Regions from separate parts of the Sus scrofa genome. Here regions 1 and 3 are each linked to region 2. The links are chromatin contacts, called in public HiChIP or PLAC-seq maps. All regions are on one chromosome and are shown on one strand. Each heading gives the region's core, a stretch centred on a gene start, on an enhancer-like site or on the middle of the called end of the contact. The rest is flanking DNA. Distances are from core to core; before and after follow the strand shown. Region 1 holds the start of CERS2 (ceramide synthase 2). Region 2 holds the start of CTSS (cathepsin S). Region 3 holds the start of TARS2 (threonine--tRNA ligase, mitochondrial).

What was found. HiChIP or PLAC-seq counts read pairs in DNA pulled down with a chosen protein or histone mark.
Region 1: a contact with region 2 is called in an H3K27ac HiChIP or PLAC-seq map of alveolar macrophages. The contact joins the promoter of CERS2 here to the promoter of CTSS in region 2. A contact is called at or near these places in 1 of 5 promoter capture datasets (fetal skeletal muscle) and 1 of 2 datasets of contacts at active chromatin or transcription factors (alveolar macrophages).
Region 3: a contact with region 2 is called in an H3K27ac HiChIP or PLAC-seq map of alveolar macrophages. The contact joins the promoter of TARS2 here to the promoter of CTSS in region 2. A contact is called at or near these places in 1 of 47 Hi-C or Micro-C datasets (embryonic fibroblasts) and 1 of 2 datasets of contacts at active chromatin or transcription factors (alveolar macrophages).

Annotation. Positions count from the first base shown.
Region 1 is chr4:98,249,085-98,252,828 of Sscrofa11.1, reverse strand. It overlaps CERS2 (ceramide synthase 2), which reads right to left and starts at 2,056. Exons shown (of 11, transcript XM_005663490.3): 1 at 1,904-2,056.
Region 2 is chr4:98,412,545-98,416,602 of Sscrofa11.1, reverse strand. It overlaps CTSS (cathepsin S), which reads right to left and starts at 1,330. Exons shown (of 8, transcript XM_021089893.1): 1 at 1-1,330.
Region 3 is chr4:98,632,862-98,637,027 of Sscrofa11.1, reverse strand. TARS2 (threonine--tRNA ligase, mitochondrial) reads left to right here and starts at 1,710. Exons shown (of 18, transcript XM_003355197.4): 1 at 1,710-1,848; 2 at 2,175-2,371; 3 at 2,681-2,804; 4 at 3,947-4,071. The coding sequence starts at 1,783. It overlaps ECM1 (extracellular matrix protein 1), which reads left to right and starts at 3,947. Exons shown (of 23, transcript XM_021089909.1): 1 at 3,947-4,071.

The DNA of each region.
Region 1 (3,744 bases), core at 807-3,306, 160 kb after region 2:
GAAAGTGGAGGCCTTTCCTCCCAGGAGGATAGCTGGCCAGAGGCCCCAGTGAAGGGAGTGGATTGTGGGGTACCAAGAAAGACAAGGAACTCTCTCTTCAGAACAGAGAGTCTGTGCAGGTCACTGTATGATTAGGGCCAGGCCCTGAGGGAGGAGGCTGCAGTCTAGTCCCATCACAAGTGCTGTCAGCTCACATTAGGCCCAGTCACCTGGACTCTGGTATGGGACACCAACCCCTCCAACACAGATTTGGAATGACTGCCTGCTGGAGGCCTTCTCTGATACAATTCTCTGGGAAAAGGAGCTCATGCCTTTCCTCAAGGATCCTCAGAACCTCCTGACTCCTGCACCTAGCAACTCAGGTGCCTGAGACCAGATTTTGCTGCTAAGAGCCCGGCTTGGGGAGAGTGAACCCCTAAATTCAGGCCAACAATTAGTACCACACACCTGCAATTAACCTACTAGCCAGTGAGCCTCCGGGCCAGTAATTAGCGAGTCGAGGCCCAGAAAACCAGTCTCTCCAGTGGCTTCCCCCTCCCCAGCCCACACGCCCCATAACGGTATAGGAGCCTTCGCCTTGGGGTGGCCGGGGCAGAAACTCAGAGCCACTCCTTCCTGTTTCACGTAAAGCACATGGACGTTCTGACCTCCCTCCCGGACTGGGCACAGTAGGCGGGTAAGAAAGAACAGCAAGACCCTCCGCCCTCCTCCCACTCTAGCCATGGGGCCGTCAGAGCCAGGCAGGGGCCACGCCGCGCGGGCCGGCTGCCAGGCAGAGGGCTCTCGCGCAAGTGATCCCCGGGCTTCTCTACTTTCCAACAAAGGGGCTCCGCCGTCCGCTAGCGGCCCCGCGGCCCCACCTCCTGTTCCATACCTGTTGCCCAGGAGGGCTCCTCCGGGCTCCGGGCGGCGCGCCCAGGCGCCCGGCCAGTCTGCCCTCGGGCGGCGCTGGGGGCCCGGCCGCTCCCGCGAGGCGCTCCGGCCCGCCCTCCCCAGGCCGGCCGCCATGAGCGCGCCGGGCAGAGGCCCCGAGCCCGCGGCGGCGCCCCGCGCCCGGCCGCCCGAGGGTGTGCCCCCGGGCCCCTCTGCCCTCCTCAGCCCGCTCCCTTCCCCACCGGGCCCAGTCCGCCGAGCCGCGTCCGCGCGGCCCCCAGTTCTCGCAACTTTTCCGGGCCTCGTCCCGCCCCACCCCTGCGCGCGGCGCCTCGGGCTCCCGGGCTGGGGTCCCGACTCACTCGGCGGCGGCGGCGGCGGCGTCGCGGAGCTGGCCCGGCCGGGAGCCGCTGCTCCGTCTCTCTTCTCGTCCGAGCTCCGGGCCCCCTCCGAACTGGCTCCGCTCGCTCCTCTCCTCCCCCTTCCGCCCGCCCGCCTGCCCGCTCGCTCCCTCCCTCCTTCCTCCTCCGCCCGCCGCCCGCCGAGCCCAGCCGAGCTGAGTGCGAGCCCAGCCAGCCAGCCCGGGAAAGAAAGGCCGCGAGCAACACAGGAGCCGGGAGACTGGGCGTGGGCCTGCGGCCCGGCGACGGAAAGGGAGAGAAGGGCGGGCGGAGGGGCCCGGGCCTCCGCGCGGGGCAGCCGCGCCCAGCCCCCGCCGCCTGCCGCCGCCCCCTTCCCGGCCCGGGGACCCGAGCCCTTGCGGCGCGGGTTCTGCAGCCGCGCCCACTGGCATCCTGGCATCGAGGGAGAAGCCCCCCGATGAGGGCAGGCAGTGTGGGTTCTCTCCCAGCCCCTTGTCTCTCCGTTAAAGGTTAGATGTAGCCCTGGGGAACCGCGGGACAGACCGGGGACCGCAGAGCGGTATTGCCCCTGCCCCACCCCACCCCGGCCACCCCCAACTGCGGTCCCCGACCTGCACCCGGCTGCAGCCCCCGGTTCCCTCTGCGCGACCGACTGCCACACTTCTCACCTCCAGCCCTACTGGGAGGCAGGAGGGGGCGCAGCCCCTGAGAGTCCTTTCCAAGTGCCGCGCGCCGAGGCCGAGCGCCTCGCCAAGGCCGACCCAGGCAGCGGGCCCTCGAGATTCCGCTGTCCTTCCAGCGCGGAGCCCGCTACCCCTAGGGCGTCCCCCGCCCCAGCCCGCCGTAAAACCCACAGCGTTTCCACCCAGTGCTGTTTAAAACCTACCCGCAGTGGTACACATACCCTCCTGTAGTAGACTCTGAAGGAGCCAACCTCCAACTTTTTAATGTAAAATGCGTTCGAGTTTGCCATCTAGACCACGTTTATCCGTATTTAAATTCATATTGTAAAATGTTTTTCCCTTAGTCTGGTAAAAGCAATGTTTCAGGAAGATGCAAAATGTTTATCCTACAAAATTGGCCTTGATTCGTACAGAGGACAGAGTGTGACCAAAATGTGTCTAAGGGTTTGTTTAGAGAGGGCCCCCTAAGTAGAGGTAATTGAATTCTTTACGGTAATGAAATGGTGCTTTTTATACTGTCACAATTAGAACCTCTGACAGTGGCTGGTTTCAAAGTTTATCTAGTCAAGTTCAGGGGCTTTGACAGTTCTGTTAAGAAAGAATGTATGACCTCACTAATCCAGTTTGAGACCCTTGCTTAAGGCTCTTTCTGGAGAAGGAGGCAGAAGCTGACCTCCAAACATTTCCTTTGCTCTTTGCGGTGAGAGGCCCCAGCCCATGCCAACCTACCACTAGGGAATTCAGACCTGTTGGTCCATTCCCTGGACTCTTCAGCCTTCTTTAGCCCGGTTTTCCAGTTCCCAACAACCACTCTAGCCCTTTATTCCTTTGCCCCAGGCTAAACTCCTTTAATAGCATATCATATTAGCATACCATATCCGGCTACCCCTTCCCTACTGTTACTGCCCCTCCCTCAATCTCCCAATTCCACGGTTCCCTCTACCTTTTCTCCCCCCTTTTTTGGCCGCCCTGTGGCATATCCAACATATCCAGAGGTCACATCCAACCTGCAGTTGTAGCTGTCACAACACTGGATCCTTAGCCCACTGTGCTTGCGTGCCAGTGCTCCCAAAATGCCACTGATCCCACTGAGCCCCAGGAGGACCTCCTCCCTCTACCTTTTTTTTTTTTTTTTTTTTTTTTTTTTTTTTGCCTTTTCTAGGGCCACTCCCATGGCATATGGAGGTTCCCAGGCTAGGGGTCTAATCGGAGCTGTAGCCACCGGCCTACACCACAGCCACACAGGATCCGAGCTGAGTCTGCAACCTACATCACAGCTCACGGCAACGCCGGATCCTTAACCCACTGAGCAAGGGCAGGGATCGAACCCGCAACCTCATGATTCCTAGTTGATTCGTTAACCACTGTGCCACAATGGAAACTCCTCTCTCTACCTTTCTTACGTGCCTTCCCCAGATTCCCTTTTCCAGCAGGGTTCCAGTGTCTCCTCTTTGGGCCCTGGCTAAACTTTGAGTAAGCTCTCTACTCCCGCCCCATGTCTGTCCTACTTGGTTCAAACCTTTTACTTTCTAAACCCTTTTTCTCAGGCAGTTTTCCTAGATGCCAGGCTTTCCCAAAGTCCCACCAGTCTTTTAAAATGATTCCTCAGAGGACTGAAGACCAGTTAACTTTCTTTTAAGATAGCAGGGGGAGCAGAAGTTTGGGGCAGAAGCTGAATAGTCATGGCCTGAAAAATAAAGATAACAGGGTGTCCCCTCCCCCAGAGACAAAGGAGGAGGCAAAACTGGGCCTCAGGCAGCAGTAGAATGATGGTACCAGTTTCCAAACACAAACACACTCACACTCACTCACACTCTTTCACTCTG
Region 2 (4,058 bases), core at 81-2,580:
ATCTCTAAGAGATAAAGACTCTGAAATAAACATAACCACAATACCATTATTACCTCTAAAATAAATTAACAATAATTGTTTAATGTCATCAAAGATGTATTTACATTTCTCTAGCCTATTCATTTTTAAAAAGCAGTTTGTTCGAATTGAGATCTAAATAAGGTCCATACATTACAAAAGCACTGAGTTATTTGCGTATCATTATGAATTCATGGATTTAAACATATTTTATGTGCTTCAATTCAATGCAGTTTTATCCTTAGTGATACTCATATTGTCCCATCTGTGGTTGGTAGAAACATTCAAATTGGCTTTTGAGTCCTGAACCCCTATGTTTGCTATGACATTAGTGCTCTTTCATAGCTTTTCTTTCTGATACCACAAGCCACTGCTGGCTTATGTTCAACAGTTCCTGCCCCAGACCTGGACTCTTGTAAAAGAGGCCCCAGAGAGCTCCCGTGGCCCTTTCATCATATGAAGACACAGCAAAAAGGCAACTAATCTATGAACCAGGAAGAGGGCCTCACCAGACACTGAATTTCCCAGAGTCTTGATCTTGGACTTCCTAGCTTTCAAAACTATGAGAAGTAAATTTCTGTTATTTAAAAGCCACCCAGTTTATGGTATTTTGTTATAGCAGTCCAAAAAAACTAAGTCAACTATCCTCACACATGAATCTTACACTCGAAGCAGCTAGTTTTCTTCATGTTTCCAGGACATTTATGCTTATTAGTCTCTGCATTTTTAACTCTATTATTATGAGTCCTAGCTAAGATTTGTAAGGTGCACCAATTACATGCTAGTGAATGTGCTATACCCTTCACATATTATTATTTAACCTTTACAACACTGTAAAGTAAATGCAATAATTATCCAACTTTTACAGAGGGGAAATTAAAGTTCTGAGAGGTTATATAACTTGTTCAAGAGGACAGAACTGGTGGCTAACCTGGGATTGAACACAGTTTTAAAGTAGTGCTTTCCCCCTAGTTTACTCTAGGGAGTGTACCTAAGCCCAGATGGACATTAATCTCTAACCCCCTATGACTCAGTTTACAGGAAGATAAGGACAAAGAAACCATGAGACTTATAGGACATTTCCACCCGTAAGACCCCTATTGGAGAAGGACTGATACAGGTCATGGGGCAAGGCCAATGGGAGAAAACACATCTTTCTGGACCCCACATTGGTACCCGCCGTCTTTAAGGGATAAAAACCCCTATAAAGCAATAGAGAGGGGCTCTTCCCCCTGCTCCCAGCTGTCCTGGGAGCTATTTGCTTTCCTGTAATAAAGACTTTGCTTGCTTGCAAAAAAAAAAAAAAAAAAAAAAAAAGGTAGTACTTACCCAGCAGAATCATTTTGCCGCCCACTGTCTTTAACTTCCTTCCCTTATCTCTGCCTCTTGAAATCTTATGCCTCCTTCATGGTCCATCTCAAAAGATACCTCTTTCAAAAAAACTTTTTTTTTTTATCCCCAACTTAATCTCTTTTCGAACCCCTGTAGTACTTGAGGCTCTTTTGTGGTGGACTCATAGATTCTGAGAACAGAAAAATCACCCTCTTATTACGTGACTTAATACTACAATTATTTATGTCTTCATCATACAAATCTACCTGTTAGCCCCTTAAGTACAGGAGTTATATTATCTCTTACTCATCTTTGTATCCTTCACACTATAGAATGCAACGATAGAGTAGACATTCAATAAATATTTACTGGCATGATTTAAATTTTTCCAACATTTTTCAATTCGGTCTGCCTTGTAATCTCACCCGGTATATCACTCCCAAATTGTTCTCTTAAAACACACTTTTATCGTGTCATTTCCTACAAATGCTTCTTATTGGCTCTTGCATTTCCCCATAATCTGGTCCATCCTAAAAAGCATTTTACTCAGTTGAGAATGGATTCTTTTTTTTAAACTGTCACCCTCTGCTGTAGTCAAGCTGGTCTCGTGGGCCCCCACACTGACCAGTCATTGTCTCCATTCTTTGGCCTCTCTACCTTGCAAGATCCACTTCAAGTACAAAAAAAGAAAAAAAAGAAAGAAAGAAGAAAGAAAAAGAAAGAAAGAAAGAGAGAAAGAAAGAAAGAAAGAAAAAAAATAATTATTGCAGCATCGTAAGTCAGCCATACTTCAATAAAACTTAAAAAACGAAAAAAAGAAAAAGCATTAGGGGAACATGCTATTACATGGTCAATCCCCATGTATACTTTTTCTCCTTTTCTTTTTTTTTGGTCTTTTTAGGAGCTCTCTCTCCTTTTTTTTTTTTTTTGTCTTTTTGCCTTTTTTGACTACCTTGTCACCTTCTATGCCTATATACTTTTAAGAAACTAATTGTACCAGCTCTGATTCCACTCCTGGCCTGGGAACCTCCATATGCTGTGGGTGTGCAAATCAGCCATTCTTCAATAAAACATATAAAAAATGGGGGGGGGGAAAGCATTAGGGGAACATGCCATTACATAGTCTATCCCCGTGTATACTTCCTTTTCTTTTTTGGTCTTTTTAGGGGCACACCCGAGGCATGAGGTTCCCAGGCTAGGAGTTGAATCGGAGCTGTAGCTACCAGCCTACACCACAGCCACAGCGACATGGAATCTGAGCTGCATCTTTGACTTACACCACAGCTCACAGAAATGCCTTATCCTTAACCTACTTAGGGAGGCCAGGGATTGAACCTGTGTCCTCATGGATGCTAGTCAGATTTGTTTCCGCTGAGTCAGGATGGGAATTCCCTTCCCGTGTATACTTAATAAAATGAAATTTTTATAAAATGAAAACCCATCCTACAACATTCTAAAGGCGTAAATTGGATTTTTGCACAGAGGTCTCCTTTGAAATGAGGCACACTTGCTGTTGCAAATTTGCTTAACTAGAGAGGTTTTTGGGGTTTTTTAAGAGGAAATCTGTAATAGTACATTACTAAAACATCTAGATTGCTGCCTATCACAGATTGGGAAACATCTCCTGAATGATGTCGAAAGGGGAAATGAAAGCAGAATAAGGAAGCCTAGTGGCCCTCCAGGTTTTAAAGTCACCATCTCCTTAGCCATATGCACCCTGAAAGTTAGCTACTTCAAGTTTCTCTGAGGAACTTTCTTGTTTTTTTTTCGTTTTTTTTTTTTTTTTTTTTTTTTTTGCCTTCTTAGGACTCTGTGCCAGATGGAAGTTCACAGGCTAGGAGTCGAATCAAAGCGGTAAGCGGTCAGCCTACACCACAGCCACAGCAACGTGGGATCCGAGCTGAGTCACCAAAGCTCATGGCAACACCAGATCCTTAACCTACTGAACGAGACCAGGGATCAAACCTACCTCCTTGTGGATACTAGTTGGGTTTGTTCCAGCTGAGCCATGGGAACTCCCTGGTGCACAAAAGTTTTAGATTTTGATGAAGTCCAATTTATTTTCTTGTTTTTGCTTGTCCTTGTGGTGTCAGGTCTAAGACAAGGTCAGGAAGATCTCTACGTTTTATTCTAAGAATTTTATAGTTTTAGCTCCTATATTTAGGTTTTTAAACTATTGTGTATTAATTTTTGTACATGGTATGAGGTAGCATTCCAACTTCATTCTTGTACCTGTGGTTATCCAGTTGTCCCGGCACCATTTGCTGAAAATATTCTTTTCCCTGTTGAAGTGTCTTGGCATCCTTGTTGAAACTCAGCTGAACATAAGTGAGTTTATTTCTATATTTTTAGTTCTATTCCTTTGATCTATGTGCCTGTCCCTATGCCAGCAATACACTCTCTAGATTATTACTGTCAGTTTGTAGTAAGTTTTGAAAAAAAAAAATTTTTTTTATTCTTTTCCAAGATTGTTTTGGCTAATGTGGACCCCCTAAATGTCCATATGAAACTTAGAGTCAACTTGTCAATTTCTTTTCTTTTTTTTTTTTTTCAACTTGTCTATTTCTACAAAGAAGTCAGCTAAAATTTTGATAGGGATTGTTTTGAATCTAAAGATCAATTTGGGGAGTATTTCCATCTTAACAATATTTTCTTTCAATCCACAAACATGTGATATCTTTCCATTTATTTAGATCCTCTGAATTTCT
Region 3 (4,166 bases), core at 461-2,960, 220 kb before region 2:
ACACAGGTAAACTTCCTCCTCCACACTCTTGTCTATTTCTTTTTGTATTTCAGGGTGTCTAACATGCCAGAATATGGAGCCAAGATGCAGAGTGGTGCCTGTGACTAAGATCAACAGCTGCCTCCCGCAGAACAGAACCTCTGGAAACTTAGATTAAACATCTTTCTCTGAAAGCTCTTCCTCCACAATCCTTGATTCCATCACCATTGGAAACATGAGAACCAACCATCCCCACCCCCAGGTGAGGGGACTAATGGGAATTACCAAGAACCTCACAGCTGTCCCCAAGTGCATTTCCCTCAAACTTTACTACAAATCTGGTCATTTTTCTTTTCTTTTTCTTTCTTTCTTTCCTTCTCCTTTAATTTATGGCCACATTCATGGCATATGGAAGTTCCCAGGCTAGGGATTGAATCCCAGCCACAGCTGTGACTTATGCCACGTCAGTGGCAATGGCGGATCCTTAATCCACTGCTCTGGCAGGGGATGGAACCCGAGTCTTTGCAGCCACCTGAGGTGGCTACAGTTGGATTCCTACCTCGCTGTGCCACAGCAGGAACTCCTGTGTTTCATTTTTCACTGTGTAAAACAAATCAAATATATCTAGTCTTATGTTCTAGATATAGGGAGAGGGGAGAGAAGGGATAAAGGAAGTTGAGAGCTTGGATGGGAATGAGAGGCAAAGGTCCTGTGTAGAAAGCAGAGAGCTAAGATTCTAGGGTCAGGAACTTTTTTTCTTAAGTGGTGGGGGAATTATATTGGGGATAAAATTCTTACTAGAGAGAGTCTGGTGTGGTAGAAGAATAGAAGACTTGGATTGAGAATCCAGCGTCAGTGCTTACTGTTTGATCTTAAATCACTTACCTTCTCTGATCTTAAATTCCTCATGTGTACGGTCTAAGAGGTCTCAGAGGTCCTTCTTTAAGCACCGAGTATGAAGGGACTCCAAGGAGTGCCCTCTGCTTTTGTTTTGCTCCAGCCTTAAAGTCTTTGTTTTGCTCCAGCCTCAAAGCTGTTATATGTTGTATTCATTTTTTCTCATGGATTGTTGCTATTGTTGCCGATTACTGTGGACCATGCAGTATATTAGACGATTTACATAAAATTAACCTCAACAGTTAAGGGTTTTTTGTTTGTTTGTTTTGTTTGTTTTGGCTGCACACGGAGGCATGTGGAAGTTACCAGACCAGGGATCCAACCCGGGCCACTGCCGGATCCTTAACTCGTTAAGCCACATGAGAACTACCAGAATGATATTATTATTCTCATTTTACAGATGAGAAAATTGAAGTTTAAAAGGAATTAATTTACCCCAAATTACGCAGTGATCCAGGATTTATACCAGGTCTGTCTCATTCCAGATTTATGCTCTTACCTGTTTCCTTCACTTCACATCCCGGTGAAGCCTGTGTAAAAGAAAACTTAGAGTTAAAAGGAAATAACAACCCCTTCTGGTCCGTTTTTCTCCCACTCTCTAAGTTTCCCTGCTTCTGTCCTTAAAGCCGCAGCATATCTTACTGCTACTTTGGTCTGAAACTCTGCAGGTACTGGAATTCCCTGTGTGCATCAGCTTAGGTCTTCCGGTCACCCGGAACCACCCACACCGCTGCTTGTGCTGTGTGGGGTATACCGCTTCGGAGTTCCTGGAGGTGGGGCCAGACTGGAGTGACAGCTATAACAACCAATAGGCATGGGTATTGTTGGGCCAGCAGCCAATGAAGAATCCGACAAAAGAGAAGGAGCGATCATTTATTTGAGGCTGTGTGACGGGTCTGAAGGAACATGGGGCTGTATCGGAGGTGGCGGCGACTTCGGCTCCCAGGGTTACAAGCCTGCGGGCTGCACACGGTGCGTGAGGTACCCAAAAGTTCCGAAACACATCGGACCTAGCGCAGCTGAAGCCCAAAGTATAGGCTCTCAACCCCATCTGACACCCCCTACTCCCGCCCTACGTTCGGGACCCGGCTACCGTAGCCCTTAGGTACGCCATCTTTTTCCTAGGGTAGCCGTCTGGGGAATGTAGCACTCCCAGCCTAGGGCCTTATACCTCCCATTCTTTTTTTAAAGACTGGGATTTAAGATCATGGCCACTTAAATGTTCTCACTTCCCACTACCCCCAAGCTCAATAAGGAATTTTGGGACCTGTGTTACCTCCTAACATCTTTTCCTCCAGGCAGCTGTGCCCACTCCTCCACACTGGTTGGTAGAGCGGCTTGGCTTTTTTGAGGAGCTATGGACCGCCCAGGTAAAGAAGTTAGCAAGCATGGCGCAGAAGGAACACCGGGCTATTAAGGTATCGCTTCCTGGAGGCAGGAAAGTGGATGCTGTGGCATGGAACACAACCCCTTACCAACTAGCTCAGCAGATCAGGTACCAGGCCTTCTATACCTACCGGGTAAACCTACCTCTGTACTTTGTTTACTTGAGCAGGGAAAGAACTCTGCATGTTTATTCCATCCCCATCAAGATAGCCTTTCCTGCATATTCCTTTTTATCTGCATTAGTTTTATGGTCTCTGACCTTTCTCTATTATGCATTGAGGGGAAAAAAAAAGAAAAGATTCCAGTGTTCTGGTAATACATTTCCCCTTCGCAAGTTTAGAGTTGCTAAGGATTAGTTCCTGTCTTCCTCTGTAGCTTGTAACCTTGTCTTTTTTTATCCTCACCCCCACTGTTGAAGTTCAAAACTGGCAGATACTGCAGTAGCTGCTGTAGTGAATGGAGAACCTTATGATCTGGAACGGCCCTTGGAAAAAGATTCTGACCTCAGATTTCTGACATTCGATTCTGCAGAGGGGAAAGCAGTACGTTTCTTCCTTATTGGGATATAGGGGCTGCTAAGAGATGTTTAAGTGGGAATTTCTAGCATTTTTTTTTTTTTGCCTCAGTTTCTCCATTTTCAGTTGAGAGGGAGGCCTACCATGGACTGCTTATCTTTTTTGATTTTTTTTTTTTTTTTTTTTTTTTGTCTTTTTAGGGCTGCGCTGGAGGCATATGGTGGTTCCCAGGCTAGGGGTCAAATCGGAGCTGTAGCAGCCAGCCTACGCCACAGCCACAGCAACACTGGATCTGAGCTGCACCTGCGACCTACATCACAGCTCATGGCAAACCAGATCCTTAACCCGCTGAGCAAGGCCAAGGATTGAACCCGTGTCCTCATGGATACTAGTTGGGTTTGTTAACCACTGAGCCATGACGGGAACTCCATATTGCTTGTCTTGACTCCTGGCTAAGCTGGAAACCTAGGATGAAAGTTTTTAGTTAGCCTGGGTCTGTTAAGCAGTGATTATTTGTGTTAGTGAAAGGGAGAGGTGTTATGTTGAATACAGAATGATAATATGCCAATTTAGCCCAACTCTTGAGACAAGCATTGTAAGTTGTCATCTTGTAGCATATATTGAGTTCTTTTTTAAATTTTTGTTTTATACTGGAGCAGGGTTGATTTAAAGTGTTGTGTTTCAGGTATACAGTAGAGTGATTCAGTTATGCATGTACAAATATCAATTCTTTTTCAGATTCTTTTCCCATATAGGTTATTACAGAATATTGAGTTCCCTGTGCTATACAGTAGGTCCTTGTTATGCATATATTTAGTTTTAATGTGGCTTCCACAAATGAGCACACTACCTGGCCTCCTTTCCTTGTTCATGTCAGCTTGGAGGGCATGAAGACTGACACTAGCCTCCCACTATGCTCTGGAACCAGGAAGCACCGAGGAGTGGGGCTTACTCTCTTCTGTGCACTGCTTCTTCTGGCTGCCTTCTTTTCTGGTCAGGTTGTTTGTTGTTTACTTTTTATATTTACTGGTTACCCTCAAGGTCACGTTCCCCATATTGTGGTAGTTATTCATGCTGGTTTCACACCAGCTTCTCTGAGGAGAGGATCAGAGAGCTAGGGGCTAAAGGAGAAGGTTATGAAATTATGAACTTCTTACTTGTGAACCCAGGTATTCTGGCACTCCAGCACCCATGTCCTGGGGGCAGCAGCTGAACAATTCCTAGGTGCTGTCCTCTGCCAAGGTCCAAGTACGGAATGTGGCTTCTACCATGATTTCTTCCTGGGCAAGGAACGGTGAGTAGTGCAAGGAAGGAGAATGATTTCTTTTTTAGAGATTTCACCATATTTTATTTTCTGGGTTTTTTTTTTTTTTTTGAGATATAATTGAC